Linked DNA regions of Sus scrofa: region 2 is linked to region 1. The links are chromatin contacts, called in public HiChIP or PLAC-seq maps. All regions are on one chromosome and are shown on one strand. Each heading gives the region's core, a stretch centred on a gene start, on an enhancer-like site or on the middle of the called end of the contact. The rest is flanking DNA. Distances are from core to core; before and after follow the strand shown.

The links. HiChIP or PLAC-seq counts read pairs in DNA pulled down with a chosen protein or histone mark.
Region 2: an H3K27ac HiChIP or PLAC-seq map of alveolar macrophages shows a contact between it and region 1. The contact joins the promoter of CTSF here to the enhancer-like site in region 1. A contact is called at or near these places in 2 of 5 promoter capture datasets (fetal skeletal muscle and liver), 6 of 47 Hi-C or Micro-C datasets (brain, embryonic fibroblasts, fetal skeletal muscle and 1 more) and 2 of 2 datasets of contacts at active chromatin or transcription factors (alveolar macrophages and skeletal muscle).

What each region holds. Positions count from the first base shown.
Region 1 is chr2:5,608,563-5,614,735 of Sscrofa11.1, reverse strand. C2H11orf80 (type 2 DNA topoisomerase 6 subunit B-like) reads left to right here. Exons shown (of 13, transcript XM_021082776.1): 9 at 1-27; 10 at 1,062-1,172; 11 at 3,781-3,879. Among named protein-coding and RNA genes, the nearest start is that of RCE1, 16 kb to the right of the region's middle. Within about 2 kb of position 3,270, at least 1 of the 83 cell types and tissues checked has an H3K27ac peak or open chromatin away from gene starts, as enhancers often do. A contact at or near this core is called in alveolar macrophages, where this site is marked.
Region 2 is chr2:5,851,803-5,857,975 of Sscrofa11.1, reverse strand. It overlaps CTSF (cathepsin F), which reads right to left and starts at 2,893. Exons shown (of 13, transcript XR_002341429.1): 1 at 2,551-2,893; 2 at 2,212-2,310; 3 at 1,831-1,915; 4 at 1,679-1,740; 5 at 1,511-1,586; 6 at 838-951; 7 at 573-718; 8 at 402-498; 9 at 242-322.

The DNA.
Region 1 (6,173 bases), core at 2,021-4,520:
TTGGAGCAGCATCACCAGGCTGCCAAGGTAATACATTCACACTCCCTTTCTCCTTCTCTCTCTCAGAAGATGGTGGAGTATATGGCAGACAGCCTGAAAGCCCTTCCTCCTGGGCTGATCTGATAATCTGCATCTCGCCTAGGAACTTGGGCTTTTGCTTCGATGGGTCACTGTAACCAACTTGTTAGGCTCACCTCCTAGTAGGTGAGTTTGAATAAATAAGGGCAAAATAGTAGGGGGAAAGGACTAATAACGCACCTCTTTCTTATCTATATATCTTCCCTTCCACACATGCTTCTGGAGCTACTGTTTCACTAAATCCTACATTCGGAGTTCCAGTCATGGCTCAGTGGTTCACAAATCCGACTAGGAACCATGAGGTTGCAGATTTGATCCCTGGCCTTGCTCAGTGGGTGAAAGATCCAGCATTGCTGTGAGCTGTGGTGTAGGTTGCAGACTCGGCTCGGATCACACGTTGCTGTGGCTCTGGCGTAGGCCAGCGGCTATGGCTCCGATTAGACCCTAGGCCTGGGAATCTCCATATGCCGCAGGAGCGGCCCAAGAAATGGCAAGAAGACAAAAATAAATAAATAAATAAATAAATCCTACATTCTTCCCCCATTTCCTAATCCTTTTTACATTGCTTTCTCTTCTTACCTGACTCTCTGAATTCCTCCATCCTGTGTACTTTTGGTAACAGATTTTTTTTTTTTTTGATATGGCCCCCTTTTCAGGGAAATAATGAATACACTAAAAGAGTGAAGCTTAAAGCTTTTTGTTTTTAAATAGTAATTGTATCTGTTTTATTGCCTAGTGTCTTACTGCTTGTGTTTTCTGAATGTGTCTGTGTCAGTAAGTCACCTCTGTGAAAGGAGAGAACATTTTTTATTTATTTAAATTCCCAAGTGTCATGTATATATTATGATCTCAGTATTGTTGATGGTGGGGGAAGAACTGTTCAAATCCTGCTTTAAAATCTTTGGTTCCTTTGGGATTCTCTGAACCAGCAGCTTGTAATTATTATACACTGAAGTCCCCTCTTTACTTGTTTTGTTCTCTAGGCTCATCAGAAACTGCAAGCCTCACTCTCAGTGGCTGTAAATTCCATCATGAGTATCATGACTGCAAGCACCAGCAGCAACTTCCGAAAGATCTGCCTCCAGACGCTTCAAGTTAGTAGGAGATGAGGATGTTTGAAAGTGCCAGGGTTTTCTGTTTTTTTTTTTTTTTTTTTTTTTTTTCTTTCTTTTTAGGGCCACACTTGTGGCATATGGAAGTTACCAGGCCAGGGGTCAAACCAGAGCTGCAGCTGCCAGCCTAAATCACAGCCACAGCACCAGATCCATGTTGCATCACACTGCAGTTTGCAGCAACACCGGATTCTTAACCCACTGAGCGAGGCCAGGGATCAACCCACATCCTCATGGATACTAGTTGGGCTCATGACTGTTGAGCCACAATGGGAATTCCTCCCAATTTCTTTCTTTCTTTTTTTGCTTTTTAGGGCCGCACCCATGGCATATGGAAGCTCCCAGTGGAATTGGAGCTGTAGGCACTGGCCTATGCCACAGCTACAGGAATGCCAGATCTGAGCCACGTCTTTGACCTACACCACAGCTCATGGCAACCCCATATCCTTAACCCACGGAGTGAGGCCAAGGATCGAACCCACAGCCTCATAGATCCTAGTCAGGTTCCTTAACCACTGAGCTACGAAGGGAACTCCCCCCTCCCAACTTCTTATTGAAGAAGGTTCTATTACCTCATGGTGACAGAACATTTTGGAAATAACTGAGCAACCGTAAGGATTACATGTATTTAGCAGTGTGGAGTAGTGTAACAAGTTTTGGGAACAGAGGCCTGAGTTCAAACCTTGGCTCATTTACTTGCTGGCTATGTGGACTTAGGCCTTTACTGAACTCTGAATTTCTTTTCTTCTTCTTTTTTTTTTTTTTTTTTTTTTTTGTCTTTTTTGCCATTTCTTGGGCCACTACCGCAGCATATGGAGGTTCCCAGGCTAGGGGTCGAAGCGGAGCTGTAGCCGCCGGCCTACAGCACAGCACAGCAATGCAGGATCCGAGCCGCATCTGCAACCCACACCACAGCTCACGGCAATGCAGGATCCTTAACCCACTGAGCAAGGCCAGGGATTGAACCTGCACTGCAACCTCATGGTTCCTAGTCAGATTCGTTAACCACTGCTCCACGACGGGAACTCCTGAACTCTGAATTTCATCTACAAATTGGAAAAAAATAATAGTCCCACACAGGGCTATTATGAAGTAGAGGGCTGGATGTGAACCTTTATAACACATGGTAGATTCTTAATAAATATTGGTTTCTTTCCTTCCTTCCTTTCAATGTGTGCTGACCATTTGGTATTATCAGTAGGGTAACGCATTCATTCCATATCGGTTGCTTCCTTTTTTTTTGTACTTTTTTTTTTTCTTTTTAGGGCTGCACCTGTGGTGTATGGAAGTCCCTAAGCTGGGGTCAAATCAGAGCTGCAGCTACCGGTCTATGCCACAGCTTCAGCAACATCAGATCCATGCTGCGTCTGCATCCTGCACCACAGCTTATAGCAATGCTGGATCTTTAACCTACTGAGCAAGGCCAGGGGTCGAACCCATATCCTCATGGATACTAGTCAGATTCATTTCCATTATGCCACAGCAGGAGCTCTGATACTTTTTTTTCTTGAAAAGGTAGTATAATATATACAAAATTTAAATTAATAACTAATAAATTTTATCACTTAATTTTTGACTTTGTATATTATCTGCATTATATAATTATAACCAAAATATTCTATATTCACATGTAATTTAATATTTCCCCCTGTTTGAACAATCTTTTTTTTTTTTTGGCCACACCTGCAGCATATGGAAATTCCCTGGACCAGGTTGCAGCTGTGTGTTTAACCAATATTCCTGTTGTGTTGGTTTAATCTAATTTAATAAACCATTCCCCTAATGATAGACGTTTAAGTTGTTTACATTCTTTCTGCCAGTATAAATAGTACTTCAGTTAATATCTTTATGTGATATCTTGCTTCTTTTGAATTATTTCCCAGAATAAATTTCTATAAACAGAGTTAATTGGTCAAAGCAATTAACTTCATAATCTAGTGCATCTTCTCACAGCTTCAGCTTTCTGGATCATGTGGATGGCACGAGGTAGTGAGAAGAACACTATACTGGCAATGCTAGAATCAGCCCTAACTTCTACACGTGCTAGTTGGGTGGGTCACTTCTCCTTTTTGAATTTCATCTACAGAATTAGTGTATTGTAGGAGGTGATTACGTGGTCCCCTTTGACTCTAATATGCTACAATTCTATACTAAAGAGAGGAAGCTGTGACCCATTCTTGATGGGTGTAAACTATGTCACTTTGTTCTTTTTCTCCCTAGAAGACGTTCCTGTTTCAGCCTCAGTTATTAAGTAGAACCTCCCCTCTCTTGGAACTTGTTTTAGAGGAGAGCAGTGTATATAACCTCTTCTTGAACAGGTGGCTCTCAGGGATATTTATCTCCTAAAGAGAGGAGAACAAAGACCTTGTTTGAAAGATCTTGCTTAGGAGCCACAACTACCTGTCTCATGTCAAATAACCCAGACCTTTTTCCTCCTTCTCCTGTGTCCGTAACAGCTGAGGAACACGAAGGATGTCAGTGGTTTGCTTTTCTCTTTGTCTCAGCCTCTCCCCATGTAAACTTCCTGTGGGCACTTAGCTTTGGTTGGCAGTACTGGAACTCAGCATATTCTATCTCTGGCCCATTTTAGGCATCTGACACACAGGAATTTGCAACCAAGCTGCATAAATCATTTCATGAGATCACCCAGCACCAGTTTCTTCTCCACTGCTCATGTGAGGTGAAGCAGGTAAGCGTAGAGTAATAACCAGACTTTGATGGAAATCTTCCATGTTGAAGTGTGGGAACCCTGAACACAGGTGGGTAGGTGCGGGTGCTTTAGACTGCGCAATCGCGGGTTAGCCTTTCAGCATGGAAGCCTGTGGTTTAGAAAAACTTTATAGAATTGAGTATTACATAGCAACTAAGAGCATGGTTAGCGATGTTGCTTGAATTCCATTTCTGCCACTACCTGGTTACATGACGTTCTTGTGGAAGCTATTTAACCTTTCCAAGTCTCAGTTTGTCAGTACAACAGGCATGATACATGCCTAAAATGATCACTGTGAGGTTTGAATACAATCATATATGTAAAGTGCTAAGCACGTAGCTACTTTTGTGATGATGACAATACGGTGGAATTCTTATGTTTAGCTTTGCCTAATGAAAAACATACTTTTATCTATTCACCTTTTTCCCCCTGTTTTTTGGCCATATTCATGACACATGGAAGTTCCTGGGCCATGGGTTGAATCCAGGTTGCAGCTGTGACTTATGCCACAGCTATGCAACACCAGATCCTTACCCCACTGCACTGGGCTGGGGATCAAACCGTCAAGGCCACAGAGACAAGCCAGATCATTAACCCACTATACTGTACCACAGCGGGAACTCCCCATTCACCTTTTTGGATGCTGGAGATAGAGAGTTGCATTAGTTGGGGTCTCTGCCCTGATGATGGTCAGATAGTTACAGGCTTCTCTAAGGAGTGAAGAGAAATCATAGCTGGGAAATTGTATGTATTTCCAGATTCTGTGTGTAGGTAGTAGTAGTGTTCCAGCTGAAGCCCACTTCTCTAACTCCCTTTGTAACAATCAGGAATTAAAGTATAAGATGAATAAATAAACAATATTAAGGGTGAAATTATATTCAGTGACTTTTCTGATATTAAAGTAAAAGATGAATAAATAAATGATATTAAGGGCAAAATTATATACAGTGACTTCTGGCCAAGATAAAGTAACAGGGACCAGATTGACCCTCCTGCCCGAAATAACCAAAAATCTGGACAACAACAAAAAATACAACATATGAAACAATGGTTCTCAAGACTTTGGGCCTCAGACAATGAATGGGGTAGCTATTCCTGAGATGGAAAACAAACACAGTGAGCCCTACGATTGTCTTACACACTGCCTAGAAAAAGCAGGGAAGCTAGGGCGTAGGGAACAGGCATCTAGGCAGAGCCTAGTGGGCTCTCTGAGTTAAATAGATGAAGCTGGGAGTCCAGGGATGCCAAAGCAGCGTAGGTTTTCAGGGCAGAGTACTGGAGACGAGACGAGACAGCTGCACCCAGAGGTTCCTCTCTCCAGTATTCAGCTGAATACTGATCGGCTCATTCAGGTGAAGAAACTGTCCCAGTGAAGAACCACCCAGAAGGATTAGAGGGAACAAAATGCAGAGCTTCCTCAGGGCCAGGAATAGTACCTATTCCCATCAAACAGAGAGGAAAGTCATAATTTATGGAGTATTAGGTAGAATACTAAGAATAGTCTTGCCTCAGGAATGGAGAAAAATTACATCTACAGTAGACACTCCTCTGGTTCGGCCTAACAAAGCTCAAAAGCAGAAGCAGGACCTGAAGGGATCAAGTCGTTTCCAAGTAATTCAGTGGCATCGCAGAACAAAAATTCAAGAATATTTATAAGAATACAAAAATATCCAGCACCCACTAAGGTAATATTCGTAGAGCCTTGACTCTAACAAAAAACTAATAAGGTAAGAAGAGGAAAATACAACCCACAATGAAAACTCAATCAGTTGATCAATCAATGATCCAATCAAAACTGATCCAGAACCGACATGGAAGATAAAATTAGTTGACAACAAAAAAAGTTGTTATAATTGTCTTCCATATGTTTAGGGAACTAGAAAAAAGATTGAACATACTAAGATGTGGAAGGTATTTTTTAAAAAGAACCCCAAATACATTTTAAGTTGAAAACTAATGTCTCTGAGGTGAAAATTATACTGATTACACTGAATAGTATTAATGGCACATTAGACACTTAAAAAACACACAGCAGCAGAAACTATCTGAAATGAAACACAGAGATTAAAAAAATAATAATAGGGAGTTCCCATCATTGCTCAGTGGTTAACAAATCCGATTGGGAACCATGAATTTGTGGGTTCGATCTCCCGCCTTGCTCAGTGGGTTAAGGATCCGGCATTGCCGTGAGCTCTGGTGTAGGTTGCACATGACAGGCTCGGATCTGGTGTTGCTGTGGCTCTGGCGTAGGCCATCAGCTACAGTTCTGATTA
Region 2 (6,173 bases), core at 1,644-4,143, 240 kb before region 1:
GTCCCAGCCCCTCCGCAGGCATTTCCTCACGTGGCCCTCAGGGCCAAGGGGGACGTGAGGCGCCCCGGCCCACAGATGAGGCAGCGGAGGCTCTGAGGGGAGCTGACGTGCCCAAGGTCTGAGCTGGCGAGGGTCAGCGTGAAGACCTGGACCCAGCACACACGCTGCCCCGGAGCGCGACTGCTTGAGGGGAGCACTGGGGCGCCTGCTGCCCCCCACCCTGAACCCCAGGAACGCTCACCCAGAGTCTTTATGGCCGAGTAGGCGTTGGAGGGCAAGCCGCCCATGCAGCCCTTGTCCACCTTGTCGCAGTCCAGGAGCTCTAGGAGACAGAAGGCCAGTCCCAAGGAGCCCGCCGGAGGAGCTGGGCCGGGGACAGGGCGGAGGCGCGGGAGGCTCACCCTGCTCCGAGAGCGAGAGCAGCGTCCCCTGCTTCAGGAACCACTGGCCCTCCACGTTGCCCGTGACGGAAAAGGCCCAGCAGGAGCCGCACATGCCCTGCGGAGACGGTGGAGTCAGGCGGGGCCCCTTCCAGACGCCTCGCCTCCCACCCTGGCTTCTAGGGCTCCAACCTGGTCCTTGACTTTGGTGACAGCCCCCTTTTTCCTCCAGTCCCACTCGGGGGGAGGAAGGCTGGAGACGGACTTGGCGAGGCGCATCTTCCGGCCGGGCTCCTCTTGCAGGAGGGGGTTCAGGTAGATGGTGCGGAACTCCTCCTCTGCGGGCCGAGCGGGCCGGGGGATGGGGAAAAGCGTTGGAAGCCGGTCCTGGCTGGGGGCCTCGGGAGCAGGCCCTGTCGCTTCCAGGCACCATGAGGACTCTGGCCGCCACCCCTACCTGTAAGGTCACTGAACTTGGTGACCCCGTACCGAGCTGTGCCAGTGTCCAGGGCCTGGATCTTCTGCGCTCGCACCATGTTGTTGGCGAAGACGGACATGCGCCACCTGGCTTCTGTGGGGAGAGGAGAGGAGAAGCTTGGGCCCCAGATCCTAGCAGGAGAGGTGCTTGGGGATAAGAAGAGGCAGAAGTTCCCCTGGGGCAAAGGTGGGCTCTGGATCGGGCCTGAAGCTTATTTCAAAAAGGGTGGCACCCTGGGGTAGGTGGGGGTGGGGGCCAGACTTGCAAGTGGGTTAAGAGGGGGGACGAACTGGGGTGATGACTTGCCAGCTATGAAAACAAAACCAACCCGGGCTCTTAAGGGCACCCCCAGACAGGAGGTTGTGGGCAAAGGCCACCCTGCTGGGGGTCCTCCAACAGAGAAAATGTGGCCTTTGCCCCACCCCACTTTATCCAGAAAGATGGAGACCTATGGTTTCTGAAAACCAGATGGGAGAAGGGGTCAGGTACCTGAGACAGATGCCAGGTCCTGGGAGGCTGAGCAAGAACTCGGGAATTTAGGGCGTCCTTGAAAGGATCTCTTGTGCCCTTCCCCTCTCCAACACCACGGTGCCAAGTTGGGGGGAAGGCCCTGACCTGACTGGGACAGCTACAGCCAAGGCTGGGTCCTCACCCTCCTTTGTATCATACGTCCGATTATAGGTGGTGACAAATTCCTTGAAGATCGAAGCCATCTTCACAGAAAAGTCCTGGAAAGGCAGAGGGGTCTTTTCAAGGAGTCCTTCTCAGACTGACCAGGGAGGGGAAGAGAGGGGACATAAGGCAGCAGCCAGCTTCCCACCTGGGGCAGGGGATCCTTGTTCAACAGTGGGAGGAATGAACTGAAAGTCTCGTTTGTGTCATCTGGAGAGGGTTCCAACAGAGAAGAGTTAGGACTGAACCCTAGGTGAGGTGTGACCTGAGCTCTCCCAGCATCCTGGGCTGTCCCAGCACCTGTAACCTTGGTATCCACTGGGCCACAGTCCCGCCTCAGCAGCATGTGTTTTCCCAGCTCGTCCAGGACTTCGAAGCTGCAGAGCTGGAGGCAGATGAGGAAGCCAGTCAGGGGACTGGGTTGGGAGCAAGGCCTCGGCAAGAAGGAGCTGGAGGGGTCTCAGATGAAGACCAGCTCCAAGGCAATCACCCCCAGAGTGGAGAGCCGGGCAGACACCCTCCCTTTCACAGCATCTTGGTCTCTAGCCGTCCAGGCCTGGTTAGGGACTCAGGGTGGAGTAGCCGAGGCCTCAAAAGCTCCCTCTAGAAACCTGACCCATCAGCCAAAGGACTGCCAGACTCAGTCCGGGGGCAGGAAAGCGCAGGAACCCCATCACTCACCAGGGTTTTCTTGGATATAGGGAGCTGGCACACGGTAGGGTCGTTGCAGGGAGGCTCCACCAGAGTGGCCTTCAGGGAGTACAGCGACCCCCGGCCCGCCTGGATGGAAGGAAGGATGAGGCACCCAGAGCCACTCCCTCCTTCGTCCGGCTTTCACTGGGTCGACAGATCCACCATGTCCCTTCCTCTTCCCAATCACTAGAGATCCAACGCCCCCGCCCCAAGTTTAGCCCCCTCCCCAGGTCTGGCGTCCAACGCCCTCGCCCCAAGTTCCCAGCCCTCCGACGAGGGCCCCGCTCGCTCCGGACCGGAGAGCTCCCGCCCCGAGTGGGTCCTCACCCGGCGGACGCGTCCGCGCACGGCCCTCAACGCGGCCCTCGTCCCGGCAGCCCGGCCGCGGTTGTACATCTCCAGGGCGAAGCGGGCGGGCGCCAGGAGCTCCGGGGACGCCAGCTCCCTGGCCTGCGGGCCGGCCGCTCGGGGCTTCTTGGGGGCGGGAGCGGCGTCCGGGAGCAGCCCCAGCAGCAACAGCAGCTGCAGCCAGGGGGCCATGGCGAGGGCGAAACCGGCGGCCCGGACTCACGCACAAAGCAACGCGCGGACCAACCGACCGGGCGGAGCTGCCCGCAGCCGGAGGGCCCTCGTCCCCCACCCGCAGCTCCAGAGACCGCGGGGCGCCGGCCAATGGGCGCCGGCGGGGTGCGCCTGCGCACTATGTTGTTTACGTGAGGCACGTGGGGCGCGCCGGCCGCGCAGGCGCGGAATTACAATCGCACCCTAAAGCGGCGTAGCAGCAGCCGGGGCTGGAGGGGGCCCGGGGTTGCAGCCTTGAAGTAATCTTTTTAGGTCTTGGATCTGCTGTTTGGGGAGGGGAGAGGATGCTGGCCTGAGAATAGAAATAATAACTGGCATTTCTTGCGTGCTTATTATATGTTACACGGTTTATGCCATCCCTCTCTAATCACGGTAGCCATCCTGCGAAGTAGGTGTTACCCGCATCTAATCAGTGAGGAAATGGAGGCTTAGAGAATTTAAATGGCTTTGCCAAACATCTGTTACGTGAAAGAGCCGGACTTGAACCCAGGGAGTTGGCCTCAGAGCTTGAGTTCACAGCTTGATCCTCTCTTTCGTTTTTCTCTCTCTTTTTTTGTCTTTTTAGGGCCGTACCCAGGGCATATGGAGGTTCCCAGACTAGGGATCAAATCAGAGCTGTAGCTGCCGGCCTAGGCCAGAGCCACAGCAACACTGGATCTGAGCCTCGTCTGCGACCTCACCACAGCTCACAGCTACAGGGGATCCTTAACCCACTGAGCTAGGCCAGGGATCGAACCTGCATCCTTATGGATGCTAGTCAAGTTCGTTAACCACTGAGCCATGGCGGGAACTCCGGTTCCTCTCTTTTTATCAGTAAAATGGCACCTAATATTCTCTGGACTGGCAGTGCCTCAGGCTGTTATGGGGATCAGAGGCAAATGTGCAAACAGTGCAGGGGGCTGGGACTGATCTTTTGTAAGCATTCACCACTATGTTCCAGGGCCCAACAAGAGGAAGCGCAGATGCACTAAGCATAGTGCTGCCTATTGGAAGCTTCCAGTGTAGTGGAGAGACAGGTGAGAAAGGAATTTTCCTCCAAGATGTGACCGGCTATGGGAGAGGCATTGGGACTTTTCTTAGATCCAGATTTCCAGAGATCCACATTGGTGTCTGTCGTATTTCACCTTTGTGGGAAACCATCTTCCCCAAAGCCTGTTCCCTGGACACTGGAGCCTCCTGATGAGTGTCTGGAAGAAAGTGTGACTTATCTTCTCATCAGACTGAGGCAAGAGACATACTTATAATTCATGGAGGAAAAGGAAGGATATTTTAAGTCACACATGTTGGAGTTCCTGCTGTGGTGCAACAGGATCAGCAGTGTCTTGGGAGCCCTGGGACGCAGGTTCTATCCTGGGCTCAGCACAGTGGGTTAAGGATCCAGCGTTGCTGCAGTTTTGGCTTAGGTTGAAACTGTGGCTCGGATCTGATTCCTGGCCTGGGAACTCCATATGCCTCTGGGAAAAAAAAAAAAAAAAAAAGTCACACATATGTTATCTCGGGCAATTCTCACAACAACCTTCAAGAGAAAAATTGTACAATTACCCATGAGGATAGTGAAGCAGGGGCATGCCAAAGTTCAGAAGCTGAGCTGAAAAGAGGGAGGCAGCAGAGGAGACTGGGAATAAATGGACATTGAGCGACTAAGAGAGGGTGATGTCAAGAAAGTAGAAGAGGAAGTTCCCAAGGTGGAGCAGTATAAATGAATCCGACTAGTACCTGTGATGTTGCGGGTTCGATCCCCGCCCTCACTCACTGGGTTAAGGATCCAGCATTGCCATGGGCTGTGGTGCAGCTTGCAGATGTGTCTCAGATCCCGAGTTGCTATGGCTGTGGTGTACGCTGGCAGCTACAGCTCTGACTAGACCCCTAGCCTGGGAACCTCCATGGGCCACAAGTGCGGCCCTAAAAAGCTAAAAAAAAAAAAAAAAAAAAAAAAGAGAGAGAGAGAGAAGAAAGAAAGTAGAAAAAAGGAAAGTATCTCAAGGAAGAGAAAGTGGAGTTCCCTTGTGGCTCAGTGGGTTAGGGATCTGGTGTTTTCATTGCTGTGGCTCTGGTCACTATTGTGCCACAGGTTCAGTCCCTGGCCCGGGGAACTTCGACATGCCATGGGTACAGCCAAAAAAAAAACCCAAACAAACCAATTTTGGAGTTTCCATTGTGGCTCAGCAGATTAAGGACCCAATACTGTCTGTGAGGATTTGGGTTCAATCCCTGGCCTTGCTCAGTGGGTCAAGGATCTGGTGTTGTGGCATAAGATGCAGCTGCAGCTGATTTGACCCCTGGCCTGGTAACTTTCATATTCTGCAGGTATGGCCGTAAAAAGAAAAAAAAAAGGAAGAAAGAGGAAATACATTGGCTGTGTCCAATGCCACAGAGAGGGCAAGTAAGATTAAAAAAGAGACGTGACCTTGGGACTGGGCAATGGTAGGTCTTCAGCAGCCTCATTAAGTGTGGTAGGTTGAGGGAGTCCCCTGATGGCCTAGCAGTTTAGAATCTGAGGTTGTCACTGCTGTGGCTGGGTCCCTGCTGTGGTAATTCAATCCCTGGCTGTGGGTGTGCCAAAAATTTTTTTAAAGAGTGGTGGGTTGGAGTCCCGTTGTGGCTCAGGGAGTTAAGAACACAACTAGCATCCATGAGGGCTCAGGTTCGATCCCTGGCCTCGCTCAGTGGGTTAAGGATTTGGCGTTGCCGTGAACTGTGGTGTAGGCTGCAGACACGGCTCACATCTGGCGTTGTGGCTGTGATGTAGGCTGGCAGCTGCAGCTCCAATTTGACCCCTAGCCTGGAAACTTCCATGTGCTGAGGGTGAGGTCCTAAAAAAAGACAAAAGACAAAAATAAATAAATAAATAAAAAATAAAAAGAATGGCTAACATTTAATGAGCACGAGCTACATGCTATGCACTTCACATTCTTAGCACATACATGTATTAGCCCATTAAACCCCACGACATCCCTGTGAAACAAGTATCAGGCAGACGAGGAAACTAAAGCAACAAAAGATTCAGTTACTTGCCCAAGTTGCAGAAATGGTGATGCTGGAGGCGGGGTTTGAATCCAGTTCTATTTTTTTTGTCTTTTTGCCATGTCTTGGGCCACTCTTGCGGCATATGGAGGTTCCCAGGCTAAAGGTCTCATCAGAGCTGTAGCCACCAGCCTACACCAGAGCCATAGCAACTCGGGATCGAGCCATGTCTGCAACCTACACCACAGCTCACGGCAACGCCGGATCGTTAACCCACCGAGCAAGGCCAGGGATGGAACCCGCAACCTCATGGTTCCTAGTTGGATTCATTAACCACTGCGCCACGACGGGAACTCCCCAAATCCAATTCTAATACAGAAAAAGATTCTGCTTCTCAGACTGGC